Regions from separate parts of the Mus musculus genome. Here region 2 is linked to region 1. The links are chromatin contacts, called in public promoter capture Hi-C maps. All regions are on one chromosome and are shown on one strand. The core of a region is the stretch at or near the end of the contact, and the rest is flanking DNA. Distances in the headings are between cores, read along the strand shown.

Region 1 (2,700 bases), core at 197-2,696:
TGTCTGAATTGCTCGGTGCTGTAGTGACTAGAACAGAGCTGCCTGAGTCCCTGGCATCACCGTTTCTGCTCAGACTGGCCCACTGCATGACCCCCTCTTCCAGATCATTCCCCACGAGTTCCTCATATATGCCCAGGCAAAGGCAGAATCAGAGCTTCAAAACTTGATCCGGGAGGAGGAAGTGGAAGGGGCTTTTTTAGGTTCGGTCTGGATCGAAAGGCCCGGCTTGGTGCGCCCCAGGACCGCTGGGGGGCGTGTGACAGTGGCCATGAAAACACCCTTACTGAAGCAAAATGAAACTCGGCTGGGTCCGCTTTTCCGTCACCAGTCCTTCCAGTCAGTGACTGCCACGAGTCCTCCCCGACACACTCCACATAGCATAGTTTTCCATGGCGGAAATGACCTGGATCCCCTCAGCCAGGGGAAGGCGGGGCACACCAAGGCCAGTCCACACAAAGCCAACTGAGTGACTATAGGGATGTCTAGGGCACTGGGGCAGTAAGGAGCCCACTCAGCAGATGGTAACAACGTAGCTGGAAGCCAGAGAAGGAGCTAAGAAGTAGGGCCCGCAGGTGTGAAATGGGAGAAGGCTCATCACTGACTTAGGTCTGCCAGTTCCAACAGTAACCTCCACCCACCACAGACCCCATTTGAGGACCAAAACAATGGCACCTCCCTTTCGTTACTAACCAGAGATTCCCCAACCAAATTCCCCAACCAATCAGGCCTCATCACCTCCCCCCTTCCCGGCCCCGCTTTGGGGGAAACTACGTTCAACCCTCCTCCCCTCCCCCACTCGGGGACTGGCTTCCCGGCCCCTGCCCCTTGATTGGAACCAGACGCAAACCTTCACCAACATTCCCCAAACTTTCATGGGTCCGCCACCTTCCCTTATCTTGGAACTTCGCGCCCAGAAGCCCCCACTTTTGGAAAAGACCCTGTGTGCGTTCCCACTTAAGGACCAGTTCTGCTTTCGACTACCGCTGTGGGGAAGGTCCTGAGACCCTTTCCCAGATGCGGATGGAGCAGCCTTTTCAGACCTCTCATCCCGCTTCCGCTCGTGACTCTGAGGTACCGCTGGTCGTGGCGGCCACTGGGGAATGCCTAGGTCCCTCGATGACCCCCCACCCCCGCCCCGCCCCCATCTGAGACCCGGAGCCTCTCACCCTCGCCGGCGTCAGCAGGATCTCCGCGGCCGGGGCAGATGCCGAGGCCGGACCAGACGCCGCTGCTTTGTCCGCTTTATCAGCCTTGATGCCCGCTACCGCGGGCTGGAAACTGATCTTCACCATGGCTGCGTTGACCTGCGCCTGCTCCCTGCAGCCCCTGCCAGTGCAACCTCGATCGCAATGCCTGCTTCTTGCTGCGCCGCAGGCACCGGAAGTTTGGATGGCTCCGGAGTCCTCGCCTCTGTCCCCGCCCCGAACGCGTCCCGCCCCGCCTTCCAAGGAAGGACCTGACGCCTGCGCCGAACTGCACCGGGCAGCACTGTAGCTGAAGAATGCTGAGATTTCCTTCCACCTCTTGCTTATATTCATTCATTCAGTCGTCGCGCAAGAGCTTGGACCCCTTCCTTCTCCCTGCCCATGACTAGCATCCTCACATGTAGTTTAACACGACGTTGCCTGGCAACGTGCTTCTAACAAACTGCATCTCCCTCCTCCTCGATATCTTTGATTATGTTGAGAGAAGACGCAGAGTAACTAACTGTTCTAAGCTTTCCTCCTCCAACATGTGTTAGGCTGGAAAGGGGCATCAACTCCAGACGCCTAACTGCTTGCCTCTATCCTGAATTCTAAATCCATCCCCACCGCCTTCATTCTCCACCATGCATCTTTCTCTATCCTTCATCCTGCAAAACCTTCAGGGAGTGGAGGTGGGTAACTTGAGGTGCATAAGACCTACAATACCTTGCAGGAGTGGAATCGTGACTGGAAAATATGACAAGAATTACGGGGGGCTGGGCCAGAGGTTTTGGGTTCCAGTCAGGACTCTGCTCCTGCAGTGTATCACCGGGTATTAGGAAGAAGCCAAGATTTATGTTGCAGGGCCATCTCTTGACAACAAAGTCCTAGATCTCTCCTCGCTGTTCCCAATCCAGGCTGTGATAGCACCGAGCCTGCCGTGCTTGGCGTCAGTTCTACAAAGGTGCTGGTAATGGGGGCCGAGCATTCTGCTGGCGTATTGAGGACAGTCCAGTAGGCTCTGCTGCCCTCTCCTACCTGTCACGGCTTGGACAGAGTTGCCTTAGGCACTAGACCATTGTATCTCGGTTTAGATCTTGTATGAACCAGGCAGTCCAGGAGATACATAGCTTAAGGCAGTAGAATATAAATGGTAAAATGTATAATGGTAAAAGATGTAAATGGTGCGAAGGCCACTGGCACTGCAGGAATTGAGAGAATAGAGAGATGCATTACATGCAGGAAAGGCAAATCCATTACCAGAGTAGATGCTTACTTTGGTAAGGACTAAGCACTACCCTTTCTATGAAAGAAGCGGTCCAATGTAGGTGACCTGCCACCAGGGTGCTGGCTGGCCAACTCAGGGAATGGTGGCCAGTGACGGTCACTGCTGGTGTGGCAGATCTGGCACTCAGCTGCAGCTGTTACCAGATCACTTCAATGAGTGGAAGTCCATATTGCCAGTCCAGGTATAGTTTCCATCTCTATCGGCATGGCCGCTTGTTCATAGGCCCAT
Region 2 (2,700 bases), core at 19-2,518, 530 kb before region 1:
CGCATGTAGTCGTTCTCCACATCAGGTCTATACAGATTGGGGTCCAGAAGGTTCCTGCCCAGGGCCACCTGGTAGAAATCTGGAGAGTGGGGTGGGCTGCCACCTGGGGAGCCTGGGTCAGGTGGATCCGGTGGGATACCTGAGTCAGCAGCTGAATCCTCACTGGTCAGCCCTGGCGATCTAGCTTTGCTCCCAGGGTTCAAGGCCTTGAACCCTTCAGCTTCCTGCTTGGCCGAGTTGGTGGTAGGCGTGGGTTCTGGGTCGCGACCACTGGTATCGGAAGGGGGTGGGTCAGCAGCTCCCACCGAAGTCTGGACATGTTCAGGCAGGTTAGATAGCACGTCAGCATTTGGAACTAATACTGGCTGCCCTTCTGGAACATTCGGGTTTCCCAGTGTCTTTTCCTGGGTCTGGGAGTCACTCGGGGAAACCGTCCGGCTCCGACTTGTACGGTTGTTTTCAGCTAGCCTGTCCCACACTGGGTTCTGGAAACCCACAAACACTTGCAGGATACCTGGGTCTTGGGGCAGCAAAGATGTGGTCTCTTCAGGATTGTCCTGGCCCTGATGTGGAATATCTGGGCTCTCATCTTTGACTGCAGAAGTTGCTGTATCTGTGGAGATGGCTGGCTCTACATCTTGCCCTATGGAGGTGTCCATCTGCATGGAGGGCTGATCTTTATTCTGTCCCACAGAAGTGGCAATCTGCAAAGATGCCTGGTCTTCATCCTGTCCCATCAAGGTGGCAGTCTGTATGGAGGCCTGATCTTTATTCTGTCCCACAGAAGTGACAATCTGCAAAAATGCCTGGTCTTCATCTTGTCCCATCAAGGTGGCAGTCTGTATGGAGGCCTGGTCTTTATCCTGCTCAAAAACTGTGTTAATCTGCATGTACGCCTGGTCTACATTTTTCTCCGTGATGGTGGAAATCTGCTTGGAGAGCAGGTCCTCATCTTGTCTCATGAAGGTATCAGTCCGAATGAAGTCCTGCTCTTCATTTTGCTCTGTGGTGATGGCTTTCGCCTCAGAGGTTTGATCTACATCATGTTCAGCTAGCACTTCGTCGATGTCTCCTGGTGGGACGTCATCGGGCAGGGAGTCTGGTCCTTCGGACTCTCCGGGTAAATCTGCAGAGTTTTCATCAGCTGTGTTGTCCGAGGAGGCCTCGGGAAGATCATGTGTAGAACTGCTGCTGGCTTCAGGGTCTTCCAAGGGCTCAGCGGTCATCTATGCCCCCTGCTACTTATGGTGGTTGGGAAGGAGTGGCTTGGCCCTGCTAGGCTCAGTTGTCCAGGTGGTGAGGTCACAGCAGGTTGTGGGCAGCTGATGATGTCACAGGTACTTGTAGAGCAAGGGTCCTGAATGTCCTGAGTCTGCTGAGTGGCTGTCCTGGCGAGCTGACTATAGGTGGTGTTGCATAGCCAGAGTAGTGGGTACAGAGGAAATGAAGAATAACTGTCTTGGTTTAAGATGGAGATACGTAGGTAGGTGCAGATGCAGCCGCAGGGCTGTGAGTGGTTTCGGGAACTGTACTTTGGGGCATGATACAGGAAGGTAATGCTGAGTTTGAATTAGTAGGTTTTAAACTTATTTTGGGGACAGGGGATCAGTGCTCTTGTTATGTAGTTGAGGCTGGTCTCCCACTCTGATCTTCCTGTCTTAGCCTCTCAAGAGCTAGGATTACAGACATTTGTTATACCAGGTTATCCCTCCCACCATCTCTCTATTCTATTGGGCTACTTCAGGACCCCAATTTCTTTCTTTCAGGCCGGTCTTTCTTTGGTAATTTTTCTAGCAATGAGGAGGAATAGTGGAGGCCAGGGCCTGGGCGGCATCTAGGCTGGCTATCCTTAGTGCTAGAGTTAACCTTTTGACACAGGACAATCTACCTGCTCATCTGGGCTGGGAGGGCAGGGCACCACTAATGGGTACAGACTCCAGGGCAATCCTAAGAAGAGCTTGGTCCCCAGATAACCCCACTGTATGAAGAAGGTAGCCGGGGACTGGGTTTGGCTGAGTGTAGCGCACTTGCCCAGCATGCTCTGGTTCCATCCCCAGCATTGGAGTGGATGGTTCTATTTGTGTGTTTGTGCTCACCCTAGTTGCCAGGTTAGGTGTAGTTCCTGCTCCTGGGGATAAGAGGAGATGCAACCATCTGATGATGCCCCTAGGGACCCCAGCATCCCTAGGGAGAACTGGGTCTATGTTTATATCTTCTCTCCTAGGGGCAAGGCTGTGGGTCCATGACTGCCCCACTGCTAGGCACAGCCTCTTGGGGAAGCGGAACGCTGGGAGTTTGACTGCCTTTATTCCATGCCACCGCCACTGTGACTGCTGCCGGGGCTGAGACACCTCCCGGGTGGGAAAAAGCTGGAGTTGGTTCAGGGGTCCCTGGGCCTGCAACGAGGCCTGGGCCGTGGGGTTCTCAGACTCTTAGACATCCGCTGGGAGTTTCAGCAGAGCAGAAAACAGAGTCGGGCTGTGGGCTGGGGACAGTGTCTAGCCTGGGGTGGGGGGAGGGGAAGGGGGAGGAGCTCCGGCTTGTCCCAGGGGGTGATATTGTCCTTAGCTTGGTGGAGGCAGGCTTGGTGGCAGTTGTGGCTGAGAGCACAGAGAGACCTTCTATGGGAGAATTAAGCTGCGGCTCTGTAGTTGAATGCCTTCCCCATGGCTCCCCACTGTGGCTCTTGTTGAAAGAGAC

What was found. Promoter capture Hi-C pulls out the DNA fragments that hold promoters and counts their contacts.
Region 2: a promoter capture Hi-C map of stem cell-derived epiblast-like cells shows a contact between it and region 1, with 3 times the contacts expected there. The contact joins the promoter of Tex44 here to the promoter of Itm2c in region 1. A contact is called at or near these places in 2 of 39 promoter capture datasets (HPC-7-derived erythroid cells and stem cell-derived epiblast-like cells) and 1 of 115 datasets of contacts at active chromatin or transcription factors (memory CD8 T cells).

What each region holds. Positions count from the first base shown.
Region 1 is chr1:85,893,256-85,895,955 of GRCm38.p6, reverse strand. It overlaps Itm2c (integral membrane protein 2C), which reads right to left and starts at 1,446. Exons shown (of 6, transcript NM_022417.3): 1 at 1,167-1,446. The coding sequence starts at 1,292.
Region 2 is chr1:86,424,897-86,427,596 of GRCm38.p6, reverse strand. Tex44 (testis expressed 44) reads right to left here and starts at 1,268. Exons shown (of 1, transcript NM_027966.1): 1 at 1-1,268. The coding sequence starts at 1,226.